7 separate regions of the Mus musculus genome follow, and all the other regions are linked to region 2. A link is a contact called in public HiCAR-type and promoter capture Hi-C data. All regions are on one chromosome and are shown on one strand. Each heading gives the region's core, a stretch centred on a gene start, on an enhancer-like site or on the middle of the called end of the contact. The rest is flanking DNA. Distances are from core to core; before and after follow the strand shown.

Evidence for each region. Promoter capture Hi-C pulls out the DNA fragments that hold promoters and counts their contacts. HiCAR-type assays count read pairs that join an accessible place to other places.
Region 1: a promoter capture Hi-C map of fetal liver shows a contact between it and region 2, with 5 times the contacts expected there. The contact joins the enhancer-like site here to the promoter of Epm2aip1 in region 2. A contact is called at or near these places in 8 of 39 promoter capture datasets (the 3T3-L1 cell line, cranial neural crest, embryonic stem cells and 4 more) and 3 of 115 datasets of contacts at active chromatin or transcription factors (astrocytes, extraembryonic endoderm stem cells and large pre-B cells).
Region 3: a promoter capture Hi-C map of hippocampal neurons shows a contact between it and region 2, with 4 times the contacts expected there. The contact joins the promoter of Fbxl2 here to the promoter of Epm2aip1 in region 2. A contact is called at or near these places in 2 of 39 promoter capture datasets (cranial neural crest and hippocampal neurons) and 2 of 115 datasets of contacts at active chromatin or transcription factors (astrocytes and embryonic stem cells).
Region 4: a contact with region 2 is called in a promoter capture Hi-C map of pre-B cells, with 4 times the contacts expected there. The contact joins the promoter of Clasp2 here to the promoter of Epm2aip1 in region 2. A contact is called at or near these places in 10 of 39 promoter capture datasets (the 3T3-L1 cell line, cranial neural crest, embryonic stem cells and 6 more), 1 of 484 Hi-C or Micro-C datasets (erythroblasts), 5 of 115 datasets of contacts at active chromatin or transcription factors (the 230-238 cell line, bone marrow-derived macrophages, embryonic forebrain and 2 more) and 2 of 9 other capture datasets (adipose tissue and liver).
Region 5: a contact with region 2 is called in a promoter capture Hi-C map of liver, with 7 times the contacts expected there. The contact joins the promoter of Ubp1 here to the promoter of Epm2aip1 in region 2. A contact is called at or near these places in 8 of 39 promoter capture datasets (the 3T3-L1 cell line, the C10 cell line, cranial neural crest and 3 more), 1 of 484 Hi-C or Micro-C datasets (embryonic stem cells), 13 of 115 datasets of contacts at active chromatin or transcription factors (the 230-238 cell line, astrocytes, bone marrow-derived dendritic cells and 9 more) and 1 of 9 other capture datasets (adipose tissue).
Region 6: a HiCAR-type map of astrocytes shows a contact between it and region 2, with 7 times the contacts expected there. The contact joins the enhancer-like site here to the promoter of Epm2aip1 in region 2. A contact is called at or near these places in 6 of 39 promoter capture datasets (the C10 cell line, cranial neural crest, hippocampal neurons and 2 more) and 6 of 115 datasets of contacts at active chromatin or transcription factors (acute myeloid leukemia, astrocytes, epiblast stem cells and 3 more).
Region 7: a promoter capture Hi-C map of the HPC-7 cell line shows a contact between it and region 2. The contact joins the enhancer-like site here to the promoter of Epm2aip1 in region 2. A contact is called at or near these places in 7 of 39 promoter capture datasets (the C10 cell line, the HPC-7 cell line, cranial neural crest and 4 more) and 4 of 115 datasets of contacts at active chromatin or transcription factors (bone marrow-derived dendritic cells, embryonic stem cells and large pre-B cells).

Annotation. Positions count from the first base shown.
Region 1 is chr9:113,968,253-113,971,222 of GRCm38.p6, reverse strand. It overlaps Ubp1 (upstream binding protein 1), which reads right to left. Exons shown (of 16, transcript NM_001372510.1): 12 at 1,807-1,897; 13 at 963-1,081. It also overlaps a transcript of Fbxl2 not described here. Among named protein-coding and RNA genes, the nearest start is that of Ubp1, 38 kb to the right of the region's middle. Within about 2 kb of position 1,657, at least 34 of the 459 cell types and tissues checked have an H3K27ac peak or open chromatin away from gene starts, as enhancers often do. A contact at or near this core is called in fetal liver, where this site is marked.
Region 2 is chr9:111,270,415-111,273,529 of GRCm38.p6, reverse strand. It overlaps Epm2aip1 (EPM2A (laforin) interacting protein 1), which reads right to left and starts at 1,685. Exons shown (of 1, transcript NM_175266.4): 1 at 1-1,685. The coding sequence starts at 1,569. It overlaps Mlh1 (mutL homolog 1), which reads left to right and starts at 1,922. Exons shown (of 19, transcript NM_026810.2): 1 at 1,922-2,121. The coding sequence starts at 2,006.
Region 3 is chr9:114,025,318-114,028,063 of GRCm38.p6, reverse strand. It overlaps Fbxl2 (F-box and leucine-rich repeat protein 2), which reads left to right and starts at 1,313. Exons shown (of 15, transcript NM_178624.6): 1 at 1,313-1,371. The coding sequence starts at 1,369.
Region 4 is chr9:113,740,214-113,742,915 of GRCm38.p6, reverse strand. It overlaps Clasp2 (CLIP associating protein 2), which reads right to left and starts at 1,443. Exons shown (of 40, transcript NM_001114347.1): 1 at 1,041-1,443. The coding sequence starts at 1,235.
Region 5 is chr9:113,929,794-113,932,649 of GRCm38.p6, reverse strand. It overlaps Ubp1 (upstream binding protein 1), which reads right to left and starts at 1,338. Exons shown (of 16, transcript NM_001372510.1): 1 at 884-1,338. The coding sequence starts at 996. Gm39439 (a long non-coding RNA gene) reads left to right here and starts at 1,724. Exons shown (of 4, transcript XR_003948257.1): 1 at 1,724-1,923.
Region 6 is chr9:113,797,292-113,800,395 of GRCm38.p6, reverse strand. All of the region lies in intron 7 of Clasp2 (CLIP associating protein 2), which reads right to left. Among named protein-coding and RNA genes, the nearest start is that of Clasp2, 57 kb to the right of the region's middle. Within about 2 kb of position 1,800, at least 12 of the 459 cell types and tissues checked have an H3K27ac peak or open chromatin away from gene starts, as enhancers often do. A contact at or near this core is called in astrocytes, where this site is marked.
Region 7 is chr9:113,769,433-113,772,285 of GRCm38.p6, reverse strand. Clasp2 (CLIP associating protein 2) reads right to left here. Exons shown (of 40, transcript NM_001114347.1): 4 at 1,998-2,089; 5 at 428-503. Among named protein-coding and RNA genes, the nearest start is that of Clasp2, 29 kb to the right of the region's middle. Within about 2 kb of position 1,430, at least 13 of the 459 cell types and tissues checked have an H3K27ac peak or open chromatin away from gene starts, as enhancers often do. A contact at or near this core is called in the HPC-7 cell line, where this site is marked.

The DNA.
Region 1 (2,970 bases), core at 408-2,907, 2.7 Mb before region 2:
AACAAACCCCAAAAAAGAAGAATCTCATGTCCTTAGTCTTAAAAGCCACAGCTGTGATCACTGCTCTTCCATTCATTTAAAGAAATCCAAGCCATGAGGCATTTCTCAGAGCTCTACTACTATCAGCTACCTCTTAGAATGCCACAATACATGTTTCCCTGAAGCTGAATGTCACCGTCATTCTGTTTCAGAATGTGAGAGAGGGGACATTGATACCATCACACAAATGAGAGCAAGGTGTGCTGCTGCACACCGGTAACCTCGGTGCTTTGGAGGATGAATTCATTTAGGAGAATGGCAGTGCCGAGACCAGCTTAGGCTACCTAGTAAGACCTGGGCCCAACCTGTCACACTCCTAAAATGTTTCTAATCAAAGGAGGGAGGGAAAAGGAGACGGGAGAGGCCAGAGTGCTTCACACTGTCCAACTGAGATAAATCTGCAAGGCAAAGAAGTCCTCCTTAGTCAGAAGGTAAACTATACAGCTTGTGCTAACACTGACCCTTAAATACACAGCTCCCACCATCCTGCCTGCAGGGAACACAATGGATGCTCACCCCAGGTGGGTGAGGAGGAGGGTGGAGGAAGACTGCTACATCCACTTGTCTTTGTTCATGTGTGATAGTCAGGAGTTGTGTCCCCCCAGTCCCCATCTAGTTAATGAAATGGAGGGGGAAAAGACCTAAGAAACCCAAACCAAAACAACAACCTCTTTCCCCAGCAAGCAACCAATGTGACATTCATCCAGAAAGCCTCAAGCAAGTTATTGTTCTGACTGCTGGGAATGTCTTACATAAAAGTCATAAAAAGAGATCTACAGCATGCATAGCGAGGACAAAGAAAGTTCTAGTTTCCTCCTTTCCCCAGGACTTGACCCTACAGCTGCTCCTAGTGCTTGCTCGGCAGTCCCGCGCTCACATCAGAGTCTGAGGGAGTATGGGAAGGAAACGCCCTCAATACCCACCGGAGGGCGTCCCACCGCCACTTTCACCTCCACTGCCTGCAGCTTGTGGCTGCCCTTGCAGCGCGGTGCTACTCGGCTGCTCCTGGCAGACATAGATGGTTAAGCGGGGCCTAACCGACCTGTAATCAGAAGATGCCATCAATGAGACTGTGAGGGTAAGCTGCCCCAGCAGGTACAATCAACAACTACAGGAATCTACGGTCTAGTTTTCCTGGTGAGAACTTTACAGTGTTATTTCATTATGCAAAATAATTTTCTAATAAAAATATTAAAAACCACACACCTCACACCAACTATCACAGGTCCAGACTCTAAACCATTGAGATGGTCTGTCAGATGCTGGTAAATTTAAGTTTTAAGATTGATTAAGCAATTTGAAATCAGTAAGGCTGGAGTTTACTCAAGTCTCAGCACACAAGTCTAGAGACAGTAATGGCAGCAGTGGGTCTCAAAGCCAGCACAGTCACAGTTCTAGCATTCTAATTGACAGTTACAAGTTCACATTTAATAACTGCTTAACAATAATCATGACCTTGAAAACCATAGATTCTGTAGAGCTCACCTAAATTAGAAGTTTTGTTTTCTTGGCAACAAACCCAGTCGTCTTCAAGAAATCAGTCCTGCCCATGTGCATTGCTACCAGTCTTAGTCTACCTCTGCCCTCATCAGTGCCTGCCCTGAAGGTGTACACAAAACAGTCTTCTCGTGAGCACAATGCTGCCGATGCTTGGTGGCGCACACAGGCACACGCCAACCTAGCGTGGAAACACATTCTGCCCACCAAAGCCCCCACGCAGAGAAAAGTCCACTTTCAGCTCACGCAAAATAGTCTGTGGTATTTTACCTTGACTTCAGGGAATTATAGAGCCGAATTCCATCGGCTGCACCACAAATCTGAACTAAATCCTCCTTTGTCAGCTTTAATAAGTCGGCACCTGGAAAATAGCAGAGATCCTCAAATAAGCAAGACAGGAATGGACAGAGCTGCTGCTTCACAGTGTCACTGCACAGGTCTGTCCGTCTGCGCAGCAACAGGTATCCTGGAGTACACACAGCCACGATTAACACAGAAACCACATGCTGTGGTAACAAGGTGCCAGAAGCTGATAAGTCAGTGGCCATGGCCAGGAGGCCCGTCTGCTCCCAATACAAGACTCCTTATTCCTTATCTGCCTTTCTTTCCTTGTCGCTGGGCTGTGGGTAACCCTGTTTCTGAATCTCCCTAACGCCCTGGTGCTGCTTTTTTTCCTTTTTAAAAACATAAATGGAATATTGACATTTGGTGAACTTTGCCCAAAGTCACCAGTGAGTGAGAAGCAAAGTGGAGAGCGGGTTTCATTACAGCACTGTGTGCAATACAAGTTAGACACTATAAAGTTCCATCCCCACAGCCCGTTCTAACAGGAGAGCTTAGTAGAAGATCACCCTGTTCCTTCAGATTGCTTCCCTAAGTACTTGGTGTCTAGGATTTGCCTTAAAAGCATCAAAAAGGGCAGTGTATATAAGGGAGAAGTGGATACAAGACTGAACAAGCACTGGGCACCAGTGAAATTGGGGTAGTCAGAGAAAGTCTTTCATGTACTCAATACTTACTATATTTGGAGATGTATACAAAATCTTTTTACTCTTTTAATATCAGTCAAGACCTTCCAGACCTTAATATATGACTTCATATATTAAACATCTACTCCCATATGCAGAAGATAACGGCGTTGCTTCACTTGCTCGCTTTGTTTCAGAGGCTCAAATGAAAGGGCTTGACAGAGTCCTAGCTTATAAATAAATAAAAACCAGAGAGGCCTAACTCCCATGAGACGTGAGCCTGTATGGAGTCACTCTTGGAAAGAAATAGCAGAGAAAGAGGTTCTCTGTCTATTAGGGTCACACAGCTCTGAAGCAGGGATCCTAGTTGTGACATCTGTAACTCATGAAGAGATATATCCCAGCTGGTGATAGTGAATCCCAGCTCTGAACTGTGATGACCACCTAAGAGACCTCACTGTCCTCA
Region 2 (3,115 bases), core at 436-2,935:
GACTCTGTACTCATTCCACAGGTCAGTGTTGGCCTGAAGTTTTGTTAGCTCCACTCTTACAGAAATAGGCGCATATTCCGGTTTAAAGCTAAATGGATTTGAGAAAAGTTCTAAGTCCTTTTTAATGAACCTGAGGTCCTTAAAATGTCTCTCAAAATCTTTCTGTAGGCGGGAGATCACCATTTGATACCTGTCAGGATCAAATATTTTTTGATCTTCCTTAAACTGCTGTTTAAGTTCATCAACGATTATACTGAAGGCAGGAAAGTCTGTTAGATTTACTTCCTCCATATGTCTCTGAAGTGAACTCAGCTTACCCTCAAAGGTGCAGATGCGTTCAAAGGCAGCAGCAGCAAAGACTTTACTGATCTGCAGTTCTTCACTGATCTCTCGAAGATAGTCCATAATATCTACCAAGAAACCAAAATCACAAAGCCACTGCTTGTCTGAGAAATGAACTGTTGTTGCCCCCACTGAGACCAAGAACGCCTCGATTTCTTTTCTTAGTGAAAATATTAGTTTTAACGTTTTGCCTCTTCTCAGCCAGTTGTTCAAACACCGTCCGTTAACTCTTTCACCATGCTCTGACTCAGACTCAGTTAGTAGAGGCTGAAACTCCGGTCGCCTAACACCTCTGGTCTTAATCATAACTACCCATTCAGATATGGTATTTATGATCTGATTAATATCAACATCATAAGAACTCAACAGTTCCAAGTGAAGAAATCCCGAATAGTGGATTACGTTCCAACAGTTGGGACTCACGGCCTTCTCTCTCATGTAGGAGACCAGTCCGGAGTTCTCGCCGATCATCCTTAAAGTGTGGGTCGTGGTCAGTCCAACCATTCGCTGTAAGCTGAGCCCTGCTGTCTGCAGGGCTTCCAGAATTGCCGACATGAGAGCCCCAACACTGAAGTGATGAGTCAGGTTGATAATCGTCAGAAGATCTTCTTGCACCTCCAGGTCGCGGCCGACGCCACGGATGAAGACCAGCAGGTAGTTCTCATAGGCCACAAAAGCCTGGTCATCCAAAGCAAGGGAATAGGCCTTAAAGTCCCTGGCTCGGTTAAACAGCTGGCTGCGGAGGTTGCTGTCAATGCTCAGAATCCTCTGCCGTGTGATCTCTGGAGACAAGTCAATGCCTTCCAGGACGCCGACGTGATCCGGCAGCACCTCTCTCAGCAACACCTCCATGCACTGGTGTACGAAGTCACCCTCACCCCAGCCGCGACCCTTCAAGGCCAAGAAGCGGCAGAGGCCGAGGCCTGCCCGGGTCGCTCTCTCCTCCGGAGTGAGCACGGCGGCCAAAGACATGTCACCCTGCCGCAGACGCTCGACCAGGGCCGCGCGTTCCTCGTCCCCTACAAACCGCTCGTAGAATTCGTGCTCGGCCTCGTAGTGGCGCCTCACGTCGCGTTCCCGAGTAGAGGCGACCAGGCGGCGACACACCAGGCACAGGGCCCCGTCACCCTCCGCAGGCTCCACCACCAGGTATCGCTGGGTCCACTCGGGCCGGAACACCAGAGCCTCGTCGACTTCCATCCTAATCCTCTTGGGCGTCATCCACATTCTGCGGAGGCCACAGGAGAACGCCGAGCTCTGAGGCCGCAGCAAACGGGGAGGAGCCCGACGAACGCCAAGCACCCCCTGGGTTCTGCGCCAGATCACCCGAGCAGGGGTGCACCAGCCTCCGCCAGGGCACCTCCGTTCCTATTGGCTGGAGATTTCGTATTCCCTCAGCTCTCAGAAATGAGCCAATAGGAAGAGCGGACCGTGAACTTTGACGCGCAAGCGCGTTGCCTTCTAGCCTGGTGTCGGGCCGCTGTTTAGAGCGGGACAGAGATCCCAGGAACTGACGTGTAAAAGCGCTTGACTGGCATTCATGCTGCCCAATCAGCACTTGCCGCTGGGAAGACGGCGCAGGACTGCAGTCGGCCGAAGCTGAAGGAAGAACTTGAGCGTGAGGAGCTCGAGTGATTGGCTGACTGGGAACTCGGGCGCCAATATGGCGTTTGTAGCAGGAGTTATTCGGCGTCTGGACGAGACGGTAGTGAACCGCATAGCGGCGGGGGAAGTCATTCAGCGGCCGGCCAATGCTATCAAAGAGATGATAGAAAACTGGTACGGAGGGAGCGGAGCCGAGTTCCCCGACTGAGAGCCGGGGCGGGCCGACCCACCTGCTGCAGTCGGCCACCGTGCGGGGCACCGAGCACGGGGACCGTGGGGGCATCGGGCACAGGGACCCTGCGCGTGCCAGGCTGGTTTCCCATTATGCACACGGCCGAAGGTCCTCACGACTTGCGCGAGACCTGTTTGGGTCGCAAGTAGGGGAAGCACGCGTGGTATTGGTTTAATGGTATCTTCCTGGAGTATGCGGCTCGCCGCCACGTTACATACAACGAAGATGCGCGGCTGACGATGTGTGAATGTGTAAGGGTGGAAGAGAAACAGTCTTCAGAGTGTGCCATTTTAGGTTTATCATTCATTCCCGGAATAATCCCTACACATCCAAGGCACAGTTTCTTCTGAGTTTTATTCAGACGTATCAGGACATGGGGCTTTTTTTCTGACTCTCCTCTTGTCAAATTAGTGAGTGACCCTAGTCTGAGACTTAGACCTGCATCTGAGACTTAGACCCGTCAGGTTGTGGAGGGGAGAAGTTAAACGTGTACTGTTTAACCTTTAATAGGCACAGTGAATAGTATACCCCAAAGTAGACACACCACCAAATAAGTTCAAAAAGGACACTGTGTACATAAGGACTTTGTGTTAATATCAGTTGATGGTTGTGAAAGCCAAAGAAGACAAATGTTCAGAAGTGCACTGAAAAGACAAAGCATTCAGAACGATGACACTGAGATAAATGACCTCAGGCCCTCTTTGGGGTCCAAAGACCTTTATGCAGGAGTCACCTAAGACCATCGTGAAATTCTGATATTTACATTACAATTCAGAGCAATAGCAAAATTGCAGTTATGAAGTAGCAACAAAATAATTTTATAGTTAAGAGTCACCACAATGTAACAATGGGTCCCAGTTTTAAGAAGGTTGAGAACCACTGCCACAGGGAGGAAAGGAAACTGAAGAGATAACCAGAGGAAGGAGCAGGGAGCCC
Region 3 (2,746 bases), core at 64-2,563, 2.8 Mb before region 2:
ACACCACCATACAAGGTTTCTGCAGTGTTGTAGATCAAACCCAGGGTTCCTGCATGCGAGCTAGGCAAGCGCCCTACCAGCTGAACCTCATTCCTATACTAAATATTTCTTCTCTATCAGGTTGATGGACTGGATCTGAGGGTATCCAAATTTTATTCAGCCACATTTAAAAAACCCAACAAATTGCCATCTGATTTACTAAATTAGAAACTATGCTTATTAAGCTACATCAGTAAAAGAGCTACAAAGACTACACATATCAATGTGTTTATGTGTTTGACATGGGGTCTCTCTATATTGGTCAGTCTTGATTTGGACTCCTGACTCAAGAGACCCTGCTGCCCTCTGTCTCCCAAGTACTTAGGATTCCACCTTAGCCACTTGGCACCAGTTTAAGGATAATACTTTTTAATCAAAGGAAGTAGCTTATAGAATAAATGCATGTTTCAGAATGTATTTAATTGGAAGCATGCAAGCGAGTAGATTAGAATACCAGCCGTGACCATTTCAGGTGCAGGCATTTACTGTGATCGGATTCATTGATCATTTAAAACGGCCTCAACAATTGAGTGCCATCTTGGGTGATTGGTATTTGTTTTGGTTTTGGTTTTGGTTTTTCAAGACAAGGTCATATATATCCCAGGCTGACCTCGAGCTCGCTGAGGATGACCTATCTGGTCCTCCAGGTTTCACCTCCCTATGCCGAGGTTACAGGTGTACACCACCATGCTAGGTTTATGTGGCACTGGGGATGGAACCCAGGGCTTCATGCACCCGAGGCAATTGGCTGCCAACTAAAAGTCACATTCCCAGCTCCAACAATTTAGGGTTTTGTTGTTGTTTGTTCCTTTAAAAACTATTTATTTTATGTATATGAGTACACTGTCATTCTCTTCAGACACACCAGAAGAGGGTACCAGATCCTGTTACAGATGGTTGTGAGCCACCATGCTGTTGCTAGGAATTGAACTCAGGACCTCTAGAGGAGCTTTCACCACTGAGCCATCTCTCCAGCCCCTTGTTTGTTTGTTTATTTTAATAGAGAGAATCCACAAAGGTATTTTGCTCTGGCCAGTGCATATCTGGGACACCTGTCGGTTGTAAGGGCGTCAAGGTGATGCTGATGCTGTGGTGATGGGAAAGGACTAGGTGTGGAGCCCCAGGGCAGCCAGCTCCCTCCTCAGAGCTGCGTGGGGCAAGGAGAAGTGGGCGGGCCGAAGGGCGTGCCTACGGATCACGTGGCAGTCGCAGGCCAATAGCGGTCTCCGAGCCCACCTTGAGGCCGGGGCGGGGCGTCGGGCTGGCGTCACCAGGACAACGGGCGTCGCCGGCGCCGTGTGACTTCAGGCTGTGGGCGCGCTCGCGGCCATGGTGAGTCTGGGGCCCGCGCCTGCGGGGCAGCGGAGATGCTGGGCGCCTAGGGGAGGACGCAGAGAAGCGCCTAGGGCTGCTGGGCGGGGCAGGGCAGGGCAGGGCCGGGTCGGATGAGGCCGGGCGCGTCAGGGCAGGGCAGAGCAGGGCAGGGCAAGGCTGGTGAGATCGGTCCTGAGAAACCAGGTTCCCAGGTCCTGGATGCCAGGGGGCACCGGGACGCTGTGCTCTCTGTTGCACACCCGGGACCTCCACTCTGTGGACCACCCCGACGCGGTGACGCTGTTCGTCACGAGCGTGCCCGGGAAGCCACCAGAGGGTGTGGTTACATAGATACCCACAGCCACACATTTCAGGCTGCGTACTTCAGGCTGCTTTTATGCAATGATGTCAATACCGAACCATGCATTTGATTCAAGTTCTACGTCCTAACGGGGCTCCCAGCACGACGGGATTTAATGGGTGGCTTCAGAGATACCCTTTCACCCCTTTTATAAAAATAGAAAGCATTGAGCTGAACTTTTTTTTTTTTCCTGAGTGCTGCACTTTCAGTGAGAGATTTAATGAATCTGTCATTAGTACGTTGTAAACGCCTTACAGAAGCCGTTAGCTTTGCTCAATAAACTTGAAAGGCTGTGGGCAGGCCACCTGGCCTCCATTAGCTTCTTGTTTGAAGCCTTAATTGACTTGGCTTGGGTGCTGGCTCTAATGGGCAAGGTTACGCCGTGATTTCTTGAGAGTCCCCCATCTGGAAGAGAAGTGGGCTCCCTGGTTTGTGACGCTTCCTGGGAATAGGATATTTGAGGGTCAGCTAATGGAGAAGTGCCTAATTTTAAGAAATACGTATCTAGAGGTCCGGTGAGATGGTTCAGGGGTTAAAGGAACTTGTTGCCAATCCTGATGACCTGAGTTTTCTACCCCTGACCCATGAGTGTCGGGAGCAGAGAGTCTGTAAATTATCCTCTGACCTCTCTCTGTACAGGGCATGTCCTCCATATAAATAATGCAAGGAAAAAAATATGTATCTGCCATGAGTGATTAGATGGGATTTGCTTGGTGTGTGTGTGTGTAGGCACGGTGTGAGGTTCAGAGGTCAATGATCATCTTTCTCCATCCCTGTCTACCGTATTTTACTGAACCTGGACTCACCGACTTGGCTAGGCTGGGGGGTCCTCACTCTCACCCATGACTTCCGCATCACTGTGGTTACAGGCACCACACACAAGTGGGCTGTGCTGTAGAGCATCTGTGTTCCCCTGTGGAGATGCTGTGGAGTAGAAGCTAGAGGCTTCTTTCTTGTTTGGAATGCTTTGGTTCCGAGCCTTCTGGAGTGATTTGCGTCTAGTTCTCAGCTTTGGCTTAGGTGCTGTCTGCA
Region 4 (2,702 bases), core at 194-2,693, 2.5 Mb before region 2:
GTGAAACCCATTATGTACATTTGATAATATGTGCTAGGAAAACTTTATTTTAAATCTTGCTAAGTCTAACCTTCCAACAATTCCATAAAGATCTCATCATTAAAACTGCTTTTCTTGTCTCTATAGATAGAAGCTTTCAAAGTACAGCCTATTTGCTGGATACATCACTAAGAATCGTTCCATCCACGGGAGCTCCCGCCTGCATTTTAAAGCAATACTGCCACCAGAAGACTAAAAAGAAAAGTAACCACTAACAACTCCAACTAATTACAGAATATTCACTTTTCTCCATCGGTGGCTACATAACAACTCCCTGATGCTGACCGGACACCCATTCCTCCTCGTACCTTACCGCACTCCTCCCCATTCCCGCTTCGTTTGCAGCATCAACTAAACCATAGTGTTTCAAATCTAAGTTCGTCCCAACTGCGGGAAAACAAGAGAACTGATGAGTGGTCAACGGCTTTCTGCTGTCAATTAAGGGAAATGTGAATAAATGCCATGAGATGAGCAGTCCTTCCGTGCGAAGGACCTGAATACGCGCTAACGGTGCTTTTGGGTGATCTCAACCTTCACGTAAAGACTACGAAAGAAAAGAGGGAGAAAGGGAGAGGGGAGAGGAAAAGAGAGGAGGGAGACGGGGAGGGAACGACAGAGGAAAGAGAGGGAGGAAGAGAGAAGCAAAAAAGAAAAAAAAAGGAAGAGAGGCGGAGAGGGATGAAGAGAGGGTAGAGAGAAAAGAAACTGGAGATTAAGTATAACAGCAAGAGATGAACTTGACGGTCCAACTTCACGCCGTACTCAAACGCCCCATCTCAGCGCAGGCGTTGCCATCGGGCGTAGACAAACGTTACAAAGTCTTAAAGCCTTGGGCCGCAAGTTACCACTTTGTAAAGCGCCAAGCAACACAGCAACGTGTCACCGAACCGCCGCCTGGGGCCGTACCCCAAGCCCTGGGGGGCGATGCCAGCGCGTCCCCGGACCCCGGCGGCAGCGCGCCCGCCCGCCCCGGCCGCGCGCCCGTTCGCACCGCCGCTCACCCGGTAGTTGCTCGAGCCCACCCAGCGGGTGAGCGCGTCCACGGTCTTAGCCAGGCGGCTCGGATCGTCCTCCAGGTCCGGGATGGCTCCGGGCGTGCCGAGGCAGAGCAGCAGCTCCTCGCCCGCCTGCAGCCGGCCGCTCACGTCCTTCTGCAGCACTTGGGCGCAGAAGTACTCGGCGCCGCGGGGCTCCATGGCCGCGCCCGCCACCCCTCACACGCCCGTCGCCCCTTACACGCCAACTTTCCTCGCAGCACCGCCGAGGCGCGGCGGTGAAGCCTCCGGGACGCGCCGACACGCAGAGACGCCGCTGCCTGGGGTGCGGCGGCCGGCGGGGGACGGCCCCCCTAAACTAATCAAACTCGGCGCCCCCCGGTCCCAGCCCCGCTTCAGAGGCTGCGGCTGCCGGCGACGTCAGCGCGCGCGTGACGTCAGAGCGACGCGCCCGGCCTCCAGCCCGGCCTCCCGGCGCGCCCGAGCCCCTGTGGGCTGCGGCCTGTGGCGCTACTGATGGCCCGAGCCTTGGGCTGTCGGGGCCGTGTGGGTCGCCTCGCGTGGGCGACCCTGGAAGGCCAGTGTGGGAATTCCGGCATCTCCGGCGATTCGCTCCGCCGCCATCATCAAGACTCAAAACTTTTTGGTACTTCTCTCCCTGCCCCGCCCCTGCCGTCTCTTAAAACCGGAATACACGGGTCGCGTTCTTCCTCGGCACAGGCCTGGCTGTCCCTTCCTGCTGCCACCCCCACAGTCGCCCTGGAGGACTTTCTGTTTCCAGTTGATACCGAGGTTTTGCAAATGGATCCACATTTTCTCTTGACGCACTTTCACCTCCCACCCTCACTTCGGGAAGCCCCCAGACCGCCGTTACCCACTAACCACCTCTGCCCTGGGCGACTTTAATTTGATTTTTGTTTGGACAGAGACTAAAGGCAGCACAGGATGTCCTCGAACTCACCCTACAGTATGGTCTTACATTTCTGGCCCTACCCCTGCCTCCCAAGCCTGAGCCACAGAACTCGAGTTTTGTTTGGGGATGGCTGGGGCCGTTAACTTATAAGATTTCTTTTTATTTCATGTGTACGTGTGTGCACCTGAGTGTGCCCGCTTGCAGAAACCAAAAGTTCCAGGAAGTCAGATCTGGATGGAGTTAAGTGGCAGTTGTAAGCCACCTGATGTGAATGCTGGGAACTGAACCTGGGTTCTCTGCAAAAGCAGCAAACCCTCTTAACTGCTGAGCCATCTCTCCAGCCCAGTGTTGTAGAGAACAGGTTTAGCTGTGACACTTGGACGAGTCGGGAACTCAGTCTCTTGCATTCTAAACTTATTTCTAACATGGTAGGGTAATTTTCCATTTTTTAAAGTTATGTAACTCCACACTGTGTTCTTTTTCCTTTCCTCCCCCTCTCCCAGTTTCTTTAACCCTGATCCCAATATCCCTAGGGCTCAATCTGCTGCTGTAATCTTTGGGTCTAACTTCTCATAGCAAAATGTTGGTATTTCATTCCATGAAGTACGTATCTTAAAAGTCTCTACCTTTTTATACTTAATCCTTCCCCGTTATACTCTGACTTGTTGATCCATCCGTCCATATAGCAATAGGCCTCTGGGTTGTTTGCAGTTTTCCATAATGGTTGGCATAAGCACCTGAGTTTGGGTGCCCTT
Region 5 (2,856 bases), core at 89-2,588, 2.7 Mb before region 2:
GGGATGAGGCTGGACTTGTGCAGACCAGCTCTGACCCAGGGCATTTCTCTTAGGGTATTAACAATGCTTCTGACCTCCCCTGGGCGGCAGGAAAGGTAGGAGAGCCCCAGGGAGCCCACATCGCACACTTTACACAACCAACCATACTGCTGAAAACTAAGTACTACACTTAATTCACACGTTTCAAAAACCACTCCGTTTTTTACCTCCTTGGGTAAACCATACCCTACACAAGCCATATTCCAACATCGAAACAAAGGGCTGCCGAGCCACCAAGAACTCTTCAACTCTTTCGGGATAAGTAAGGGGCAGACACACTTGGCTCCTATCTGTTTCCGCCTCTCCCAATTACACAAAAAGGAACAGCTGCTGGTGCAGACAGCAGTGACTAAACTATTGTGTGTGGCACAATCTTAAAGCCCTCTGCAAAAGGAAACAGCCTGAGGGGAGTCACTTTGAGAATGAAGAAACCTAGCAAGGGCCCAACTTCACTCTCAATCAGGAGACTATACAAGCAAGTCACTGCGCTCGCCAACCCTCAGGGCTACTTTCACTCACAATATAACTTACTATCAGAATGTCAAGCGGCTGAAAGTCGCAGGCCACGCTACCAGGCACCGTAGGAAAAGCTACAGTTTTCCCATTAGAAACAGTGCCTTTTGTACAGCCTACTCCAGCTAAAAGGACTCGTAAATCACTTGGAAAGAAAGTCCCTGCCCCTCTGACCCAATCTCAACGGCTAGCGCGGCTTCCCCAGGCAGAAGCGACGGGGTCCTCCGCCGCTAGCCGCCCCCGTCGGCCTCCCAGGCCACGGCGCCACGCGGCAGGACCCCGACCCCGCGGCCCAGGCCCCGCCCGGCGGAGGCAGCCGCGCGCCCCTTACCTCATGCTGTAGGCGCCGGCGCCCAGCTCCTGCCCGATGCCGGACAGGCTGGAGTCGAAGTCGTGCACCAGCCCGGACTCGATCACCTCGTCCATACTGAGCACCCAGGCCATCTTCCGGCCTCGCCGCCGCCCCGCGCAGCGCGGCCTCCGGGTCCGGGGCGAAGGCGCCCGAGCTCCGCGGGCGCGTCCTGAGGGAGGACGCGGGTGAAGCCTCCGGCGGCGCGGCGAGTGGTCACCTGCGGCGGCGCGGGACGCGGCTGAGACGAGAGCGGCCGAGGCCCAGCTGTCAGGGCACAGCGTGCGGGCCAGCAGCTGCGGCGGGAGCGACCGGGCCGCGAGCCGCGCCGCCCTCCCGCGGCCGCCGGCCCCGCGCCTCATGCCGCCGCCCGCCCCCGGCGCCGCTCCCGCGGCCGCCGCCCGCCCCGCCCCACAGCCCCAGCGCGCATCCCCCCGGCACGCCCGTCACCCGCTCCCGGGCCGCGCCCCCCCCCCCCCAGCCCTCTGCCCGCCCGCCCAGGCTCCAGCGCCCCTTCGCCCCGGCCAACCCCGCCGCCGCCGCTCCGCCGGCCCGGACGCAGCTTCGATGCGGCTCCGGCTTGGGCTCGCTCGCCGCTTCCGCCTCCTCCTCCGGCCCCGCCCCTGCGGCCGCTCCCCTCCCAGGCCCGCCCCTCGCGGCCCCGCGCCTCGCGGCGGCACTAGCGCCTGGGCCGAGCGGCGCTGCCCGGCCCCCGCGGTGTCGCGGCCTGGCGGCGGAAGAGGTGTGACCGGTTACGCTCGGCTGACTGACAGGTCTTCTGGGCAGTCACGGCGAAGCGGCCGGAATGGATTCCCGTGAGCCTCTGCGTTCCCGGCTGAGCCACCAATCAAAACGCTCTTCCCCTCCGGGACTAAATTGACTGCCATAAGTAAGAGCTCATTGGCCCGCACTGGAGGAAGTGGTTCCAGGTCCTACTTCCGTCGGTTCTGGGAAATACCCTTTCGTCGGCTTTTGCCCCCGCTCCAGAGAAAAGCGGGTACATCTCGTCTGATGTAAGCTAGGTCTGTTGTGCAGAAGATCTTGATTGGCAGGAGAATAAGCCAGTCAGCCCTCCCTAAAAGGTCCCCGCCCCTCTCAACTCAACTTTAATCCGGAGGCAGAAGCATGCTGGTCTGAGTTCGAGGTCAGCTTGGTCTACTTGGCGAGCTCCGGCTGAATCAAGGTTATATACAAGGGCTTGTCTCAAAACAAAACAAAGCAAATTTGCAGAGCCCAGAAGATCTGGTGACGCACATAGCACAAGAGTGTGTGACACCCTCGTTATTCCTTAATCATGTGCGCTAACACAAACCATGCAAATTGCTGTGAGAGTTAACGTGAAGAAAACTAGTGTTTTTCTAAAACAAAAGACAACAAACAAACCCGGGAGGTTATGGTTCAGGTAGCACGAAGACAAAACAAACAAACAAACAAACAAACAAACAAAAACCACACACACACACACAGATACCCGCAGCAAAAGACAAAGAATACACTAAGCATAGAGACTTCCTATCTATGCCCAAGTGCTCCCTTTTACTGCTTCATGGAAGTCTGTGTCTGGGTATCCCTAACAAGCTTTGAGAAGAACTGCTCCCTCCAAGCCGGCCCTCGATTATTGCTTTTTTCACATAATATTGTTTCCAAAGGATTCGGATGTGGGTCCAGCAACGTTCATTTGACAGGTTTATTATTAACTGTTGGAAATAACGGGGGAAGGGGGAGTAATTCTCTGATTCTTGGGACAAGTGTAATTGTGCTATCATTTGTCTCTTTAATCAGTTTATGCACTAGAGTACTCACACATATGTAGAAGCACAGCCTCTGAAAGCTAACATTTGCCAACATCTAAGGTCAGGGCCAGGGTGATGGGGTGTGCTCTTTGTCCCAGTGCACTGGAGGACTGGGCAGGGAAGAAATCTCTGTGAGTTTATAGAAGCCTGGTATTCACAGTT
Region 6 (3,104 bases), core at 551-3,050, 2.5 Mb before region 2:
GATGATTACACTAACACTATCTCTAAGTCTTCCCAGTGTGATAAATGACATCACTATTTCTGCTACTCAAGTTCAAAATGTGGAATCACACCCTACGAAATTCTCCCATGTCCACACTGACCATCCAGCAACAGTTCTTGCCCTCTATAACTCCCGGCAGTGTAGGAAGCACACCCACCCGCTCCTCATCACTTCTGCTGCTACTTCTAATCTAAGCAGGATCTGTACAGCGCCTGTCTACAGCACTGTCTACAGCACTGTCTACAGCACTGTCTACAGCACTGTCTACAGCACTGTCTACAGCACTGTCTACAGCACTGTCTACAGCACTGTCTACAGCACTGTCTACAGCACTGGAGCAGCCTCTTTATGGTCTCTCGCATTGTATTCTTGGCCTCCTTTAAAACCAGTGTCATGATACCCTACAAAGAATTTGAATCAAAGGATATTGAAAGCAGAAACACAAAGGAAGCTACATAAAGAAAGGATATGGTTGATAACTAGACACACAAAGACACCCAGATATTATTCGTCCTCTGACAGAAATCCAAATCTGACGACACACCTCTTAATCTTTCCCAACAGTTCTACCACCTGAGGACCAAGCATTCAAATGAAAGAGCATGTGGAGACTTTCATTCAAACCACCGCAGTCGCACGTAGCAGCACCACTGAAGAGCCTGCATCCACAAGACAAAACGCTCAAATCAGACTCAGTTTTGATCAGGCCATTCAAAGTGTTTTCAATTTTCAGAAAATACAATAGATACAGATACAGGTGTGATGGTACAGGCCTGTGATCGAGGCATTTAGGAGAGGAAGGCAGGGGGATCAGGACTTCAAGGTCATCTTCAACTACAAGAGTTTCCTAAAGGCCAAATACAACATGAACAAAAACAAAATAAAACAATCAAGCAAAGCACTAATGCAATGAATCACCAAGTTGTAGTACAGAAAAAGCTCGCCGGAGAGGTGCTAAATAAATGCCACAAAGGGAGATCAACTCTCTTGCTGATAAGAGATGTAGCAGCCAAAAACAGTGGGGAATCTAACTTGAATCCTACAGTAAACAAGCTGAAAAGAAGATATTTATAAAGTAACTGAGATCTGAACACTGAAATTATTAAAAATTATAACTTAAATCACTTTATTTTCAAAATCCATACACTAGAACCCAATACTGTAAGCACAGTGTAAAAGCAAACATGTAAACTAAGGGCAGATTATATGAGGTAAGCCCGTAAAGACAGTCAGCACATTCCTACAAGATGCCTGTAACAGTCATGGATAAGTACTGGGGAAGAACGATCAAAGCTGCAACTTGGATTTTTCCAACCCTTAGACACAGTCTTGCTGTGTAGTCCAGGCTGGACTTGCATTTGTGGAGAGCATCCTGCCCCCACCTCCATGTGTTGGGATTACTTTATTGTGTCCAGCTACAAATCAGAATCCCAAGAATTTTTATGCTGCAGCATAAAAATTATTTACCTTGCAAAATTACAGAGAAATAACAGTGCCTAGGCCAGAAATAAATTCTAGCAGCCACTGAAAACCCATGGAAGGTTTCACTATTAAAACCCTCAACTCAGAAGGCCCATGCGTACATGCAGTATACACATAAGGTTTCACAAAAATTGTAGGGTACACAGACACTTAGACACAGATACAGACAGACACAGACACAGTCAGTCTCAGTCCCACCCACCTCCTCTCAAGAAAAAAGGAAGGAGAATGAAAGGTTTTGGAACCATTCAAACTTTTATTTGCCAAAGTTTCTTAGGATGCAGGGTAAAGAGAAAGTTGAAAGAAAGCACACTAAAGGCACAGTGGAAGAACCCAGCAAGGCCAACTTGTAACTAGTAACCGCTCTGTAAGGAGAGGCAAAAGCAAACAAAGGGGAGAAACATAATTTAAAAAACAAACAAACAACAACAACAAAAAAAAAAAAACCAGGAGGAGCTGGGAAGAAACACACAGTGGGAAACTATTTTCTGTAAGAGCCTGAGAGCCTGAGTATAAATCTCCAGGATCCACCTACACAATTGGGCACAGTGGCAGTCTCTGTAATCCCAGGTAGGAAGAATTCTCTCTGTAGCTCACAGGTCAGCCTACCCAAAATGGGGGTTCTAGGTTCGGTGAGAGAAAAATAAGGTGGAGAGCAACGGAGAAAGACACTCAACAGTGAGTAGTAACCTCTGGTCATGTCATCTATGTATGCACTCACACACAAGTACAACATACATACATATACACAAATATAACAACAACAGACTGCTTCCCTGAGCTAAAATCAAAAACCTTTAGAAATAAAATCTAGTAAAATAAACAAAACAAGACAACAACAACAAAGCCTTTAATTTGCCCAACCGTCATAGCATATGCCTTTAATCCCAGCACTCAGGAGCCAGAGGCAGGTGGATTTCTGAGTTCGAGGCCAGCCTGGTCTACAAAGTGAGTTCCAGGACAGCCAGGGCTACACAGAGAAACCCTGTCTCGAAAAACAAACAAACAAACAAAGATATAACTGAACAGTTTAAGATATATTTAAAGTCTATGCTAGCTTTTTTTCCCTTTGAATAATAGGAGGAAGGTTTTCTTTAAAGATTTAAGACCTTCAATAATTCAAGCAAGAGATAATCACAATTTGAACCGTACCTGGCATTAATAAAGTAACATGTCATGAAATATACCAAAGTAAATAGTAAACAAGGTTCATAAAAGTCAGAAATCTGTCACAAATTTTCAAGCCAGTAGTTGTTAAGAGGATCAAACCATATCATTCTACAAGTACAAAGAAGATATATAAACCTTTAAAGAGTAAAGTTCATTACCAATGTCAGCTTTGAAAACGTGTTGCTACTGGCATCCGACAGGTAAGACGGGACTGCCTTAGGAAGTCTGTGATGTGTTGCACAGAGCTGTGCCACACGATGGCTGGCTGGCTGGCTGGCTAAGGCCAGCAGTGACTACTTTAAGGGTGCTTTTTATTTTTAGCCACTTGCTACTTTCAATCTTAGTGGCCCCTGTCTTCTGCCTTACAGTGATGCTAATACTGTTGTTTTAGGGCATGGATAGAAAGTCAATCAACAGAGTAGAAAGAGGTG
Region 7 (2,853 bases), core at 181-2,680, 2.5 Mb before region 2:
ACAATCTAGCAGTTAACATAAAGCTGGACTAAAGAAGGGAACCCAGAAGTCTCTGAATCTGTCACACTCAAGAACTAACCATTAGTTCCTCTGTCTTTACCATCAGCCCAAGTACTGACAAGCGTTCCTTTCAAAACGAACAACCCCTGGTAGAACAAGGGGGAAGAGGGAGAGAGAAGGAGAAGAGGCCAGTAGTTCTTGCTACTTGGGAGGGTAGAGCAGGAAGATCACGTGAGCCCAGTGGATTCTGAGCAAAACAACCAGACCTTCATTTAATTTAAAAACAAAAAAGAAGGCAAAATTTTCACTATCCACCTCCTCTCTCTTTACTGTTATGGCTTAAATAAGGGAAGAGCACAAAAAAGGGCTGCCCCCTCCCGCCCTCAAAAAAGACCAGTCAATGCTTGAAGGTAAGTAATGTTTTTACCTGACTGTTAGAGTCTCCAAATAAGACACATAAATGCGGCACCAACTTGCTGATGACCAGTGGTTGAGTCCCAAAGCTAAATATAATTTAAGGGGAAAAAAATTTTAGTTTCATTTAAAGAGTGAACAAAATATCCTGGTACTATCTTCTTTTTCTTCTACTTTTTCTGTTTTGTTTTTAGAGACAGGGTTTCTCTGTGTAGCCCTGGCTGTCCTTGAACTCACTCTGTTGACCAGGCTGGCCTCCAACTCAGACACCCACCTGCCTCTGCCTCATGCTGGGATTGAAGGTGCTGAACACTACCGACTAGCCTTTCTTCTTATCTCTGTACAGAAAGCATGGACACAGACTGTTAAGGAAAGATGAGTAACAGGCAAAGTGATGCTGAGCAACACAAAGTAGACCCTAGCAGGCATCTGATGCAGCCCTAGTTAGGATGACTACTGCGTGGGACCATGAAACAGACAGGGCGGGAACCTGGAGGCAGGGGCTGACACAAGAGCCCATCAAGGGTCCTGCTTACTGGCTTGCACCCAGGGCTTGCTCAGCCTGCTCTCTTATAGAGCCTAGAACAACCAGCCAGGGATGGGACCACCCATAATGAGCTGGACCCTCAACTATCAATCACTAACTAAAAAACTGCCTTACAGCCAGATCTTATGAAGTATTTTCCCAACTGATCCCTCCTTTCAGATGACTATGGCTTGTGTCAAATTGACATAAAACTAATCGGGACAGATGTTGAAAATGAAGGTCAGCACATGACCCAACTGGGCAAAATTCTCAACAGCAGTTTGACAACCCTGGCAGCCTATCAATTACTTAAAAAAAAAATCTGAGTTGAGTCTTAATATACAGTGAGATGAAGTAAGTTAAGAGATATTTCTGTTTACTAACGTTCTGAAGTCTAGGTGGAATTCAAAGGACAGGAGCACTAACACTCAGAAAGTGTGCCGACTGAAGGCCCTGACCAGCACTTGCTAGCAGGAAGGACCCAGAGCAGTGAAAGAAGAGGAAGTCGTGTCATGCACAGGAAAAGGCAAAGGGGCTACCTATTACCTACCATACTTCACAGTCTGGAAAGTCTTCTAGAATACAAACAAACGCCTCCACTCACACTCCTTCTGCCACCATCTTAGCCCTGTGACACCTGTGCTGTGAGGACTCTGTCCCCTACAACTAGGAGTATTGTACAGAGTCCAGGCAGAGCTCAGAGAGGCTCTGCAGACCTCTACCTGTCACCCACAGTGCTCCATCCAGACTAGGGTCAACTGGTAAAAGGGATGTAGGGAAATGGCTTTAACATGTGACACAGCACTGAGTCATTGAATCACTGAAGCAGATACTAACAGAAAAAGATGCAAAGTTATTAACATTATCAGGTTTATAACCATCAATGCTGGATGGCTAAGTAAAAACCTATAAATTCAAAAATTAACATGAAAGATACCTTATATATATATAAAAGTAGCATTAAAGGTTATATTTTTCCACTCTTTCTTCACCCTGTGAAAAACCCTCGAGAAATGACTAAGAGAAAGAAGGTCATTTCAGTAAGCACAGGACTTACATGTTCAAGGTCTCAATAAGACACAGGCACACGCCTTCTCGAGATCGAAAGTTCTTGTGCTTGAAGCCAGAAGCTAGCTGCTCCCAGATGTACTATTGGAAAAACAAGTAGACACACATGATACAAAGTCAGGAGATGCACGAGACAATCTAAGTCCTCCTAACCTTACAATCAAGCCATCAGGTGTTAGATGTGCTCCACATGTGGGGCACTTTGCAAATTTTGGAATATTTACATTAACATTAAGAAATCTTATTGATACAAACTCAAATGTGAAATTCATATTTGTTCCATATTTACTTTACACATGTAACCTGAGCATAAGTTATATAACATTTTTAATGCAACTAAATTCTGACTATAGCCTGGATCAGGTGTGTAGTTTTCCATTTAGAGTATTAATGTTATGTCAATGAACAAAAACTTTTAGACTGTCAGATCAGAGATGTTCAACTCACATTTACAAGGCTTTGCTTGTTTTTTTGTGTGTTCCTGCCCATTTGATAGCTGAACCACAATTCTGAGTTTTTATTTACATACTTTTCACTTTAAATTTCAATGATTATGAGAAACATCATGTCCCATATATAAGCATCTAAGCAATTCCAAGAACATGGGTTTCATCTATGCTAAGAATGCTGAAATTATATGGGCACAGTGGTCTAGGAAGTACTCAATAGAGGTGAACTCCCTACAACAAACTGTCACATGGAACAACCGCAAACGTTTTATAATTAAAGCTTTCCTCTTTTTAATGCAAGACACAAATATGGAGACATTAGGAGCAGGTCATTTTATGACTACCTAGTCTGTGAGGAAAGGGAAAACGAGCTTATACCAATAAGGCAAAACAACT